Regions from separate parts of the Sus scrofa genome. Here region 2 is linked to region 1. A link is a contact called in public Hi-C data. All regions are on one chromosome and are shown on one strand. Each heading gives the region's core, a stretch centred on a gene start, on an enhancer-like site or on the middle of the called end of the contact. The rest is flanking DNA. Distances are from core to core; before and after follow the strand shown.

Region 1 (7,789 bases), core at 4,327-6,826:
ATTTCCTCTGGAAAAAAAAAAAAAAGACCCATTTTCCTTGGTCGTTTCTTCCGACGAAGCAGATGTTTTTTCCTCTTGTCGTGTGAGTGGTTGACAACCCAGCAGTTGCTTTAAAAACCCTACCCCGATGTACCCAGAAGACATTTCACACCAGGCTGGGGTAGCCCTCAACACATTTTTGTGATTTTTGCTTTGAAAGCAGCAAGCAGACCCAACCCCATTCCATAAAAAGTCAAAACCAAAGGCAAATTCCCCTTAAAGCGAGACAAACCTGGCTAAGCCCTGGCCTAACTACTGAGCTGGTTTTGATCTCTCCCCCCCACCCCCGGGGTCACCCCTTCTACACTGTGAGAAGAGCGGAGTATTTTGCAATGTCACCTTTCATACCTGTGGCACATAAAATGCAGAGCAAGTTAACAGTCACATAACAGTTGTTTTTCTTTTCAAAGTTTTGCATTAAACACACGCACACAACAGAGGTTTCCTTACTTGGTAAGGTTTTTTGAGACTGCCCCCACCCACCTCTGAATACTTACCACATACAAATGCTCTTTTAAAAAACCTACTTTTTTTTCCCCAAAAGGAGGAACACACTGGCATTCCTCCCCCTCTCAAGGGAGACGGTAGGGTCCAACAGATTTGACAACTGTTTTAACATCAAATCTAAGGTCTTACTTCAACTGCAGCGGGAAGGGGAGGAAAAGGTGGTCCGGTGGGACAAGTAACCCGGGGAAGAGGGACAGTGGAGCACATAGGTGGGGGACCACTGGCCAGCGAACTGTATTTTTGTCCAAAAGGTCCGCACACTTCAGACAACCCCGTAAACCAAGTCACACACAGCATCATTACTGTCTGTCAGTCAAATTAGTGCAAGTCAAGCTCGTGGATTCAAATGACTACAGGATACAGGAAGAGAGAGGAGCCAATTCCTGGAAGCTCAAGTCAGGTTAACCACTTAACAACTCCCTCAGAGGACACGTGGGAATACGAGTAACGAGCCTCCCTGTTACCAGGAGGGGGATCATCAGTTTCCTTTGCAGACAAAGAAGCCTTTGCTTCCACGTTCCTTGCCTAGGATATCGAGGACTCCAATCCACATACACCGCTAGGTTTCTCCTTTTTCTTTAGAGAGCAAAGCATCAGGACTCAAATCTCTATACAGAAGTGTGGGCGGAAGTTCAGGCTCCCGAGTTCTCACAAAAATCAAGTGGGGGGGGTGTACGAAGACACGGTCACTGCTTCCAACCAAAGCCCTCGCAAACCCCTAGCATAAGACTAACCATGCACTAAGGGACTAGACTTCAAGGGAGACTCATGCAACCAACCCTCCCCGCTTCCCGCTGCTGTTACTCCCTGGCTCACAAGACACCTACCCCATGCCGCCTCTGCCTCCACGGCCACCTCCACGCCCTCTGGGTTCATAGCCACCACTGCTGCGGTTGTAACCACCACCGCCACCGCTGCCGCCGCCCCGGCCACGGCCCCCACGGTCCTGCTGGCCTCCCCCGTAGCCGCCGCTCTGGTCCTGATTGCCATAACCGCCGCCACCACCACCACTCATGGAGGGCTGATCTTGGCCATAACTACCTGTCAGGAAAGAAAAGACGCTTTTAAATGAGACTGCGCAGTAGCATAAGGCAGTTCAACAATGTCAGGAGAAAAATGACAAGAGACATAAAAATAAAGCTAGGGACTAAGAACCCACGATTTTTGTTGTTGTTTTTTAGGGCCACACCCACAACACATGGAGGTTCCCAGGCTAGGGTTCAAACCGGAGCTACAGCTGCCAGCCTACACCACAGCCACAGCAACAGAGGATCCGAGCCACATCTGGGACCTACACCACACGTTGCTCATGGCAACCACCAGATCCTCAACCCACTGAGCGAGGCCAGGGATCAAACCTGCATCCTCATAGTTCCAAGTCAGATTCATTTCCCCTACGCCACAATGGGAACTCCTACCCAAGATTTTTTTTTTTTTTTTGTCTTTTGTCTTTTTTGTTGTTGTTGTTGTTGTTATTGTTGCTATTTCTTGGGCCACTCCCACAGCATATGGAGGTTCCCAGGCTAGGGGTCGAATCGGAGCTGTAGCCACCGGCCTACGCCAGAGCCACAGCAACGCGGGATCCGAGCCGCGTCTGCAACCTACACCACAGCTCACGGCAACGCCGGATGTTAACCCACTGAGCAAGGGCAGGGATCGAACCCGCAACCTCATGGTTCCTAGTCGGATTCGTTAACCACTGCGCCACGACGGGAACTCCTACCCAAGATTTTTAAGAACGCTTTTAGGGTAAGGGTCAAGCAGAATGATTCCTTCCAAGAAACAGGTATGAGATAAAGCCGAAGACACCTTACCTCCGCCACCCCCTCCACCACCGCCACTGCTACTGTTGTACTGGTTCTGCTGTCCATAGCCCTGAGGGGGATTATAGCTTTGCTGCTGTCCATAGCTTTGCTGCTGTCCACCATAGCCAGATTGCTGGCCATAGCCCCCACTCTGGGGCTGCCCATAGCCACTGCTCTGCGAACTAGTACCATAACTAGGGAAAAAGAAAAAGAGTCATGATGCCAGCGTGTCCAAAACGTCCTTTCACTTTCAGTGCATCCCATTCTCTATACCCAACAGATACGGCCCCCATCACTCCTCCTAACGACTCCAACTGCTTAGGAGTCATTACTCCTTACTAACTCGCCCCTGTCTTTCAGTCCTCTCCCCTCTCTCCACAACTCCTTACCTTCCCGAGGTGCTGCTAGGAGCTGGCTGCTGGCCATAGCCAGGGTATGAAGACTGCTGCCCGTAAGACGATTGAGAACCCTGGCCACTACCATAGCCACCAGTTGAGCCATATCCCTGGGGAGCTGACTGTGCGCCATAGCCTGCTACGAGAAAAAGAAAAAAAGTCATGAATTGAGGAATGAGAATAGGTTGATGAAACACTGTATACATCCCTAATGCTACCTACACCTGAAGCCAGCCTCTTGAACCACCGCCAATCACAGCCCAAGAGATCCCTCTCCTTTAACAGCATTTAACCAGCCTGTGATGTACATCTCAGATTATTTACCCTTCAGCACCTAAGGGCAAATTCCACCTCTTTGTGTATCAATGTGATATACAGTATGCTGATTTCCAACGTCTTCAAGCAAATCATTTTCTCCTTTTATTTTTTTTTATGCTTTTTAGGGTCACACCCACAGCATAGGGAGAGTCCCAGGCTAAGGGTCGAATTGGAGCTGCAGCAGCTGGCCTACACCAAAGCCACAACAGGATCACACCCAAGTTGCGTCTGTGACCGACACAACAGCTCACAGCAACGCCAGATCCTTAACCCACTGAGCAAGGCCAGGGATCAAACCGGAAACCTCATGGCTCCTAGTCGACTTGTTTCCGCTGCACCATGATGAGAACTCCCCATTTTCTCCTTTTAAATATCAAAAACTTAAAACTCTTTTCCCTTTAGGGAATATTCTTCCCCAATTTCACTTTCATTCTTAGGGGAAACAGGGAGAAGTGCAGCATAAATCAAAAAATGCAAAGTCAAAGAAAATAAAAGGAAACAGAATTAAGTACTTGGAAAGAACTCAAACTCTAAGTAGCTTGAAGGATCACAGACTGGTTAAGGGCAAAGAAACTGGGGGACAGTTTCAACAGTTCAGCACTGCTTAGGTTTAAGAAAAGCAACATTCAGAAAAAGCAGGAAGAGGAAGGGTGACCCACTTAAAAAGACTCACTGTTCTGGGTCTGTCCATAAGAACTGCCATAGCTGCTCTGGCCATAGCCTGAAGTGTCCGCTGACTGGCCGTAACCGCTGTAACTCTGCTGTCCGTAGGGCTGGTTGCTCTGCTGGGAATAGCCCTGCCCAGGCTGGGTGGGGTAGGCCCCGTAGCTGGAGAAGAAAAGGCAACAACGGTGCTCTCAGGAAAAGACACCTTAGCCACCCTTGCCCCCTACAAACTCTGGAAACCCAGAAATGACACTCACCTTTGGGTTGCTTGTTGGGTATAGTCTGCAAAACAGAAAAATACAATCATATTAACATTACCTTCAGCCACCCCTAAGAGAACAAACTAGAGGTAAAGGCCTCAACTCAAGCCCCAGAGCCCCTAGATGTGAAAATTGACAAGGCAGAAATCCCCTCCTGAAACCCTAGTTGAGAGGGGCAAGACGGCAGACCAAAGTCAAGTTTTCTCACAATAAAGACACACCAAAAAAGCGAATTTCTACCGAGACCAAGAGGCCTTAAGTACTGGAAAAAGCAAGAGTCCTGGTGGACAACTACCATTTTTCTGCAACTTCAACTGATATCCGGAACTGCACAAACTGACTCACATGTTTTCACACCCACTCTATGAGGAAGGTATCCCCAAGAGTCCAACTGAAGCCACACAGCTGCTTGAGCAGAACAGGCTTTATTGCAAGCCAGAAGCAAAAACGTTCCGATTGTAGCCTGCACTTTCTCAACCCAAAGAAAGTCTCAAGATCTGGAGAGAGGCCACCCTCCATCCAATCTTGGAGACAGGAACAGGGGGCTTTTAGTGCAGAGCCAGCTCACCAAGAAGGGAGAATTCTTTGACCCCAAACGACAGAGATCGCCATCAAAGAGCGGTCGCCTCGAGAGGCAAGCCGACTGGTACTCAGGTCCTCAGCCCTACGGCTCCCAACGAGTTCCTATCTCCCCTGCCTGCCTCGGGGCTGCGGGGAGACTTGGCGAATCCAAGGTAACGAAAACGCCACAAGGAAGACAGCACAAGCCTGATCAACTCATCTCGATACAGGAAACAGCTTTCCCCGCAGGAAACGGCAAAAGGATCGGGAGAGGGTGTGGCCTAAGGCGGCCGTTCCTTTCAGTTCCTACCTCCCAAGGAGGAAAATTTAGGCGGGAAAAGCCTCACCCGGTCCCCAAGTCCGTTGGACCACCCCCTAGCCCCCCACCCCTAGCCGTTAAACGGGCGCGCGGTCCCGATCCAAAGCCTCCGCCCCCAGCCGCGTGGCACGCGAGGCGGGAACGAGGAGGTCCCGCCCCTTCCCGAGGGACCCCGGGAGCGAGGCCCACACCGGACGAGCGCCGCGGAGCTGCCGGTGGAGGGTCTCGCGACAAAAAGCAGGGCCGACACGAGGCGGGAGGGGGGTTCGCGCCGCCAGAAAAGGGGGGAGGGGCCAGTAGAGCGCGTGCGCGCACCGAGTGCCCGGATGCAGCACTGCGACAAAGCGGGCCCGAGCGCGGGGCTGGAGACGCGGAGGAGAGAAGGCTACGGGGACCAAGCATTTCCATCCGCGTCTCACGTCCCCAGTCACCAAGAAGAGTTCCTCCCAACCCTCACCTAAAGGAAAGGGGCTGCAAAGGGAAGACCTCCCGCCCTGCGCGAGGCGCCAGCGGAGCGAAACAAAATGGCGACATCGGCCTCCCCCTTCCACCCCTCTCCGCTGCTTCCCGCCAGTGGTGCGGAGAAGATCCTACATGCGATCGCTGCCCGGGCCCCACCGAGAAACAAAAGCCCAACTGGGAGCTTACGAGCTCCAGGGCTGGCGCGCCACCGCCGCCTCGCGCACTTACATACCGTTTGAGGCCATGTCCGCGCACGCGCGCACAGGCCGGCAAGCAACAGAATTCCAACACCGCTGAGCACCGACGCCTCGAGGACTGAGCAGCCCCGCCTCCTGCGTCGAGGTTTATGTACGCCTCCCCCGCCTACGTATCCTGGGGGAATGCACCAAATGCGGAAAGGAAAAGGGGAAGCATGGCCGGACTCCTGCCGCCCTTCAGGGAATATATAGGGTCCTAGCCGGCAGAACATAATTGTTATTCACTAAGAACCATGCAAATAATATATATAGCCTTATTTTTTCTGAGAAATAATTTATATTTTCTCTGAAGGACGAGCCAAAGATTCACTTCCACCCCTATAAGATCATAATGGTACAGTCCGATTACCCTCTGGGGGCGGGGCGAGGGGCCTAGGGCGTCTGCGGGCGGAACTGTAGTCAAAGCCGGGAGTCGTGGGGCGGGAACCGAAATTCCTCAGGCTGGCCCCTTTCGCTGGGCCTCACTTTCACTCCGGATAGCGAGCTTCTCCGCTCCACTGCCCTTCCACTGCATCAGATGCATCCTCCCTCCCGCGCCAGCCTCCCTCTCTTGGTTCTAACGTCCCTCCCCCGACCACACACACTACCTTTCTTCGTCTTGGTTTTCACTCATCGTCTTTCAGGGTTGTCCTTACCAGGGCTTGTGGATTGTGACGTTTGACGTGAAAGCAAGCATGGAGTTTAGCTCGGACCCCTGGGTCCTGTTTTGATTAAGCATTTATGGCCCACCTACAACCTCAAAGCTTGGCTTCTGACTCGCTGTTGGACAGAAAAGCCCAAACAATCCGGAGATTGAGATTATATCAGGGTTCTCCCAGCCTTTTGCTGATAAAGGGCTGGGAGTATTTTCCTGAAACCCTACGGAGGAATCAATGTGCAGATCCAACAATAATTGATATTTGTATAGGGCTGAAGTGGCTTCAGAATGCACAATTAGAGAGTTCTCTCAGGGCACAGTGGGTTAAAGATCTGGCGTTGTCACTACTGTGGCTCAGGTGGCTGCTGTGGCAAGGGTTCACTCCCTGGCCCCAGAACTTCTGCATGCAGTGGGCGCGGCCAAAAAAAAAAAAGCCCAATTAATTGCTTTTCCATCACAATCTTACGAAGAAAGATAGCAAGGCTATCTTTTATACACCAAAAAAATGAGACTCAGGCCAAATGCAATCTATGATTATGGAACAGCCAAATGTAAGGGGTCTAATTCGAATCCAGGTCTGTGTGGCTGCAAAATACTCCTTTTGTTAGTTATACAGACATTTTGAAGTGTTCTGAAGCTTGTTCACTCCTTATGAGAAAAAGGACAAAACATGAAATTCAAATTAACTTGCAACTTGCACTCTCATCAGCCTTGCCTGGAGAAGGAAAGCTGAAAGTATTGAGAAAGGTCCCTGGTGGTCTAGTGGCTAGAATCAGGTGCTTTCACTGCTACAGCCAGAGTTTAGTCCCTGGCCTGGGAACTGAGAGCCCATATCCAACCACTGCACACTGAAGGGTGGGAAGAGGTGAGTATTAAATAAAACAAGGTAAAGGGCATTATTCCTGGTACACATATACCATGCAGATTTTCCTTCCCAACTTATCTTTGACACGTGTTCCAAAACTTCCCTTGTAGGCTGCAGACATTTTCCTAGAGAAAACAGCTATGCCCTTGGAGTTCCTATTGCCATGCAGTGGTCAACAAATCTGACTAGGAACCATGAGGTTTCGAGTTCAATCCCTGGCCTTGCTCAGAGGGTTAAGGATCCAGTGTTGCCATGAGCTGTGGTGTAGGTTGCAAACGTGGCTCTGGCATAGGCCAGTGGCTACAGCTCCAATGAGACCCCTAGCCTGGGAATCTCCATGTGCCACGGGAGCAGCCCTAGATAAGGCAAAAGAAAGAAAGGAAGAAAGGAAGAAAGAAAGAAAGAAAGAAAGAAAGAAAGAAAGAAAGAAAGAAAGAAAGAAAGAAAGAAAGAAAGAAAGAAAGAAAAGAAAAGAAAACAAACAGCTATGCCCACGAACTTCTACCCAATTCCTAATTTCGGCTGTGATGACCTTTGAACACCCTGACACCCACCCCACCACCACTGAGAGGGCAGTGTGACCCTGAAGTGAGGGCAAACAAAGGGAAGTCCATCACTCATTCACTCATTGATTCCCCAAATATTTATTAAGTCCAGGGACTGTTCTGGCCACTGAGGATGCATTAGTGTACAAAATA
Region 2 (7,153 bases), core at 2,371-4,870, 54 kb after region 1:
CCGATCACTAAGTTAAGGATCTGGCCTTGCTGCGGCTGTGGCGAGGCCGGCAGCTGTAGCTCTGATTTGACCCCTAGCCTGGGAAACTCCACATGCCACAGGTGCAGCCCTAAAAAAGACAAAAAAGAGAAAGAAAAAGAAACAGTGCTGGAACCCCCATCCACCCCACCCCAAGGGCCAACCTGATGACGAGATCAATATCGTTGTTGGCGATGGTGATGACCACATCCGGGACGTTGTAGGGCGTGTCTAGGTGACATTCCATCGTGGCTCTACAGAGGGGGAAAGACCAGTAGATGGTGGTGCCCCAGCCTCGCCCCAGTTCCTGCCTGCCCCCTTCCAACATAACCGGCAGCCCACCTCATGGCATTCTTGAGCAGCTCGGGCAGGATGTAGTCCAGCGGCATGGGGATGAAGGGGAAACGGGCAGCCACGTGGCCGTTGATGCGGACCCGGGGGGCGTTGCCATACTTGTGCTCACACAGGCGTCTGTGGGTAGGAATCAGGGTTCAGCCCTAAACCAGGGGTTCTCGCCTGGAGGGGATTCTGTGCCCACCACCCCCAGGGAAATTCTGCACTCTCTGGAGACATTTTTGCTTGTCATAACTGGGGAGTATTACTGGTGTCAAGTGAGTAGCAGCCAAGGATCCTTCTGAACATCCTGATGAGCACAGGCCAGCCCCTCACAAACAAGAATTATCCAGCCTTGGAGTTCCTGTTGTGGCTCAGCAGTAACAAACCTAACTAGTATCTGTGAGGACACGGGTTCGATCCTTGGTCCTGCTCTGTGGGTTAAGGATCTGGAGTTGCCGTGAGCTGTGGCAAGGTTGCAGACGTGGCTCAGATCTGGCGTGGCTGCAGCTCTAATTCGACGCCTAGCCTGGGATTCCATCTGCTGCAGGTGTGGTCCTAAAAATAAATACAAAAACCAAAAAACCCAAAGAATCATCTGGCCCAAAACATTAACAGTGCCACAGGTGAAAAACCCTGCCCTAGACCACGCCCTGGGCAAGGGCTCAGACCCAAACTTTCCCTCGGCTGGAAGATGTCCACCCACCCCCTTAGTTGTTCTGGCCTCACCTGGCAAAGTCCACCCATTTTTCAATAATCTTCTTTGGTGAGAGGCGAGTGCAGATGATGCCAACAAAGTCGGGCTGGCGGGAGAAAGAAGGTCAGGACTAGGGACCACCTCCGTCCACACACTGGCCACCAAAGGCTTGCAAACTCTGTACTCCTGAAGGAGCCCCAAGGCACTCCCTGGGCCCTTGGCTCCAGTCCCCAGCCCTAGGGGGATCCTGGTTCAGTCCCCTCTGCCCCACTTGACATTCCCAGGGAGGTCTCAGGTTCCCATGCCCCACCTTGTCCTCATGTAGAGCCAGATGGTGTGTGGCCAACATGCGGATCCCGAGCCTCGAAGTCAGCGTCTTGTCTAAGAAGGAGCGGACCAGCTTCTCGTCCTGTAAAGAGTGGAGCCTCAGAACCCTCGTGCCCTTCCCAGGCCCCCCCAACAGCCTGGCCCCCCCATGGCGCTGCCCCTGACCTCTATGTGCTTCCGGCTCTCACGCAGGCCCTCAGCCAAGAGGGTCACCACATCCTTGTGGTCGTCCAACAGCTGTCGCACCAGCTGGCAGTACTGGGCCTCATCCGCCTGGTCCTTGATCTGCAGGTCACAGAGTCATGAACGTCAATGGTCCAGCCCTGACCTCTCTCTCAGCCCCTTCCCCTGCCCTGGCCCAGCCCTCACCGGAGGGAAGTCTGTCAGCTTCTGGAAGGCACGGATGTACAGTTCGTGCTGCAAGGAAGAGGTGTGGGAATTCACAGGGATGCTCTGGGCACCACATGGAGAACAGCCACCCACGCCCACCTATGGGGATTGCCATCCACCCCAATGCACCTGGTTCAAACCCCACTATGGCCTTTCAAGCCTTTATGAAAGCTTGGGTCTGAGTTCCCGATGGCCCTGAAACCTTCCAGCCAGCAAGTCTCTACCACTCTGGTACTGCCTTCCCATGTGCCCCCTTGGACAGTGGGCACACAGATCTAAGTAAGGTCCTCTCTACTAGGGAAACGTACGCCCCCTTGAGGCTAATTTACCACGTGCAGTATAGTGGGGTTGCAGCCAATGATGAAAGGAAGGCTGCGGAAGTCCTTGATGCGGTGAGCAATCCTCACGGGCAATCTTGCTGCAAGTACCGAGCACTTTTCTAGAAGAAAGAAAGGAGGAAAGTTAGGCCAGGGCCTGAGTGGTTGGGTCAGAGCTCCAGGGGCCAAGAGGAAAATAGGCACAGGAATCTTACCAGCAGGTGGCTGCCATCCTGAGAGCGTCCTGAATAGAGCATCATGGTCGGAGTGAGGCGGACTGAGGGCTGGAGGGGGCAGAGGGCCCTTGAGCACTGGATCTCCAACACCCCGCCCCCACCATGGTAGCTTCCCACCGCTTCCCTGGACACCCATTCCAGCTCTGGACCCAGGCCTCACTGCCCCAGCCGCACACCTTCTCTGCTGCTGCGTCGATGGCTGACTGGTTGTAAAAGGAGGTGACGGTCTTGGAGCGCTCCCGCGCCATCTCCACGTGGTGGGTATCGGTGGCTGATGTGGAGAGGGCCCGGAGCGAGAGTGCGGGCCCCAAGAGAGGCCGGAGTGGTGGCCCCCCCCGGGGACCACTCCCCAGCACCGATGCCAGCATCATCGTTCTGCTCCTTTGTCGGACTGCGCAGCCACTAGGGCTGAAGACCCGACAGACTGAAGCGACCCCAAAAGGGAGCTAGAGAGGTGTGGGTGCGCAGGGACTCTTCTCTTGACTTCAGGGGCGAGGGCCAATCCAGGATGCTGACAAGCTCAGCCCCCAGGGAGCAGCTCCCATCTACCAGGCCGGGGGAAGGAGGAGTTGTAAGTCTCTTAATCCAGGTACATCATCTCTCCACGTGAGACCTGGATAATCTCTGCCCATCCCTTCAACCACCTCCCTAAACACACACAGGCCTAGACTGGATAACCTTGCTTTCCAGAGCTCCTATTCTCCAACATGAGGCTCCATCTGCTAGTCTGGAGGAGAGGAGATCCTTAAACCCGTCCATCCTAAAACCTTCCTCCGCCCTCCCCCCTCCCCCCGCCGACTCCCTCCCCTTAGCTCTTTCGGGTCCCGGGCACCCCCGTTCAGGGGGCGGGGCTGACCCCTAATCTAGCGCCTTCACACCCCGCCCGGAGCCTGGCCTGCGTACGTGCCATACACAAAATTGTGCACTCGAGGGTGAGCTGCAAGGAAGCAGCGGTTCAGGAGTCCCCGCCTGGGTGCCCCCCTCTGCGGGGTCACTTTGTTCAGCCCGCATCCTCCCTCCCCCACCATATGGTAGATGCCAACCCCCGTCCGCCGCCCCTCCCCCCCCACGCCCGGGTCCTCGAGCGCTCCCACCATCCAGTGCCAGGGCTGAGGCTGCAGGCTGGCGCTGCGAGCCCTCCGCGAGCAGCGTCTGCGTGGGTTTCTCCACTTACCTCGGGGCCAGAGCTAGGGCCGGGGTCCGAGCGGGACGGCCCGACAGTCGACCCGCCGGATTAGCCGAGCCGCCTGCGCCCTCTGCCGCCGGGATGTCGCGTGGGCTATGGGAGCCCGGTGCCTCCTGGGAGTTGTAGTTGGGCGCGGAGCATTCGCAACTCTGTCCCCTCTATACAATGGGCTTCCTGGGAAAGAAATGGAAGAGGGTGAGAGGACCCTTAGATGCAAAGCGCGCAGACCAAACTCTCCCTGGATTCCTCCCCTGAGGCCCTGTTCTTCTCCTTCTAGTGCTAGACTCATTTGTGGGAAACCAGACTGCCTAATTCAAACCCCAGCTCAGCCAGTTGGATCTGGGGCAAGTTACTTCAACTGCTCAATACTTCAGTTGCCACATTGGTAAAATGAGGATGCATCGATCTTGGGGTTGTGTGGTCACATGAATTTACATATGTAAAGTGCCTAGAATAGTGCCAGGCATGGAATTAACACTGTGTTAGTGTTACTACTATTACTTATTTTTTTTTTTTTTTTTTTTTTTTTTTTTTTTGTCATTTCTTGGGCCGCTCCCGCGGCATATGGAGGTTCCCAGGCTAGGGGTCCAATCGGAGCTGTAGCTGCCAGCCTACGCCAGAGCCACAGCAACGTTGGATCCAAGTCGTCTGCGACCCACATCACAGCTCACGGCAACGCCGGATCGTTAACCCACTGAGCAAGGGCAGGGATCGAACCCGCAACCTCATGGTTCCTAGTCGGATTCATTAACCACTGCGCCACAACGGGAACTCCACTTATTATTATTATTACTAGTTAATACCAGCCACAGACACTAATTAGGTGACTTTTCGGTGCCAGGAGAGGAGATTGGGTGTTGAATTAAATAAATAGACCCTTCCCTGTCCTCAAGAGAAGGACAACTTCTGTGTCATTAGTTGTGCTAAGGACCACACAGGGGCTGTAGGAACATCAAATAGGGACTGGACGTTAGTACAGGGGCAGCGTGTGTAGAACTGTCAGGCACGGGAGTGGAGTGGGAAAGGCATGGTGGGACAGAGAAGCATCTGGAGCCACATGGCGTCTGGGAGAAGAGGGGCTGAATGGGGTGACCAGAGCCCAATCTTAAAGAAGTCTGCATTTGACCTGAGATGGGAAGAAGCCGCTGAAGGGTTTTAGCTGGTTAGATCTGCTCCTTAGACAGAACTCTCTGGCCATGTGATTGGGACCGGTGAGACCAAATGCAGGGGGACCAGTTCTCATCGTGGCACAGTGGAAAAGAATCCCATTAGGAACCACGAGGGTCACAGGTTTGATCCCTGGCCCTGCTCAGTTTCTTAAGGATCCAGCGTTATGGTGAGCTGTGGTGTAGGCTGCAATGAGGCTTGGATCTGATGTTACTGTTACTGTGGCTGTGGCGTAGGCCGGCAGCTGTAGCTCCGATTTGACCCCTAGCCTGGGAACCTCCATATATATGCCTCAGGTGGGGCCCTAAAAAAAAAGAGAGCGAGAGACTTTTCAATGTGTGTATTTGTACAGACTGGATTTTTCTTCTAAATATTTTAAAATTTTATAATAAAAGGTTAAGTGAAGGAGGCTTTATTTTTGGAGCCCAAAGACGTCTTTAATATTCAGCAGAGATGGGACCATTCACCACCAGCAGACCTGCTTGAAGAATCGGGGAAAGTCTGGATAGATCATGAAGACCCAGGCTCCCTGGGTGTCTGGCTTTCCTCTTCTCCTCGCCCCCCATCACCACACCTTTCCCACCCCTTCTTTTCCCGCATCCTGGAAATATCCTGGAGTGAAGCCTTTAGGCCACTCTACTCCAGAGACAGCTGGAGGCAGGCAGGGCTTCAGCCAGCGGAAGGAGAGGGGAGGGTGCTCCTCCTGCTGGGGAGGCCAGCGTGCGCAGAGAAGCAAAGGAGTGCTTGCAGCGCGCCAGAACGCGGCGCTCACGTGGCCGCGGCATGGCTGGAAGTGCGGGAGAAGGCTGCTCTGGCTGCCACAGAGGCTGGAGGAATCCGGGAAGCGCCTCTCCCCGTTTGACCCTGCGCGCTGGACCAGCGCCCGGCCTGGACTCGCTGCTGCCTCCCGGCGGCAGACGTTGGACATGCACTCCCTGAGTCCAACTCCAGAATAACTCTGTAGCCCTGGTGAGACACTCTTCTAGAGCGTGACATGTATTCATTTCATCTTCATAACATCCCTCTGAGGTAGGTACTATTATTATCGCCATCTTACAGATGAGAGAACAGAGGCCCAGAAAGATTAAAAGGCTCGGCTTCCTCTTTCCATCCTCACTAACCCCACTACCGTACTCCTGCCACATTCGCCCACCTGTTGTTCCCTAAATATATCAGGCACATTGCACCTCAAGACCCTCGCCGGCTGTTCCCTCTGTCTGGAACACCCTTCCCCTAGATTTCCACATGGCTTACTCCCTCACTTCTAAGTTTTTGCCCAAATGTCTGCCCAGCCTGACCATCCTATTTAAAATTGCAATCACCAGAGTTCCCGTCGTGGCTCAGTGGTTAACGAATCTGACTAGGAACCATGACGTTTTGGGTTTGATCCCTGGCCTCGCTCAGTGGGTTAAGGATCCGGTGTTGCCATGAGCTGTGGTGTAGGTTGCAGATGCAGCTCAGATTTGGCATTGTTGTGGCTGTGGTGTAGGCTGGCAGCTATAGCTCTGATTAAACCTCTAGCCTGGGAATCTCCATATGCCATGGATGTGGCCCCAAAAAAGACAAAACTAAATAAATAAATAAAATTACAATCACCTCCATTCCCCTCACTCTGCTTTACTCTTTTTTCTTGCTTTTCTCTTCTTTTTTTTTTTTTTTTTTTTTTGTCTTTTTGCCTTTTTCAAGGGCCACACCTGAGGCATACGGAGGTTCCCAGGCTAGGGGTCTAATCAAAGCTGTAGCCGCTGGCCTACACCGCAGCCATAGAAACGTGGGATCTGAGCTGCGTCTTCGACTATACCACAACTCACGCCAATGCTGGATCCTTAACTCACTGAGCAAGGCCAGGGATTGAACCCACATTCCCATGGATACTAGTCAGGTTCATTTTCACTGAGCCACAAGGGGAACTCCTCTACTTTACTCTTTATTTTATCCGTAGCATTTACCACCACCAACATACTATATACTTTATGTGTTTATTATATTAATTGCTCATTTTTTCTCCTAAAATATAAGACCAGAGTATGTATCTGCTTTACTGATTTATCCTGTGCCCCTAACGTGATTCTTGGGGCATAATAGGTGCTCAGGAAACATTTGTTAAACATATGAAAGAAATATTGGGCTTTATTCTTTGAGCTATAGAAAGGCAGAATGAAAAAACTACATCCTGGAGTTCCTGTCGTGGCACAGCGGAAACGAACCCGACTAGGAACCGTGAGGTTTCAGGTTCATCCTGGCCTCGCTCAGTGGGTTAAGGATCCGGCGTTGCTGTGAGCTGTGGTGTAGGTCGCAGATGCGGCTTGGATCTGGTGTTGCTGTGGCCCTGGCATAGGTTGGCAGCAATAGCTCCGATTAGACCCCTAGCCCAGGAACCTCCACATGCCATGGGTGAGGCCCTAAAAAGACAAAAAAAAAAAAAAAATCTACATCTTTTGGAGAGGGGCATATGGAAGTTCCCAGGCCAGAGATCAAAATT

Evidence for each region. A called contact is a pair of places that touch in the nucleus more often than the background predicts.
Region 2: a contact with region 1 is called in a Hi-C map of embryonic fibroblasts, with 2.5 times the contacts expected there. The contact joins the promoter of BCKDK here to the promoter of FUS in region 1. A contact is called at or near these places in 2 of 5 promoter capture datasets (fetal liver and liver), 25 of 47 Hi-C or Micro-C datasets (alveolar macrophages, blood, embryonic fibroblasts and 13 more) and 2 of 2 datasets of contacts at active chromatin or transcription factors (alveolar macrophages and skeletal muscle).

The regions. Positions count from the first base shown.
Region 1 is chr3:17,320,989-17,328,777 of Sscrofa11.1, forward strand. FUS (FUS RNA binding protein) reads right to left here and starts at 5,577. Exons shown (of 15, transcript NM_001287420.1): 1 at 5,565-5,577; 2 at 3,988-4,012; 3 at 3,738-3,892; 4 at 2,741-2,885; 5 at 2,361-2,545; 6 at 1,374-1,587. The coding sequence starts at 5,577.
Region 2 is chr3:17,377,305-17,384,457 of Sscrofa11.1, forward strand. BCKDK (3-methyl-2-oxobutanoate dehydrogenase [lipoamide] kinase, mitochondrial) reads right to left here and starts at 3,621. Exons shown (of 13, transcript XM_003124471.6): 1 at 3,493-3,621; 2 at 2,495-2,863; 3 at 2,298-2,366; 4 at 2,183-2,204; 5 at 2,095-2,180; 6 at 1,745-1,792; 7 at 1,541-1,660; 8 at 1,359-1,457; 9 at 1,081-1,154; 10 at 361-489; 11 at 183-272. The coding sequence starts at 2,689.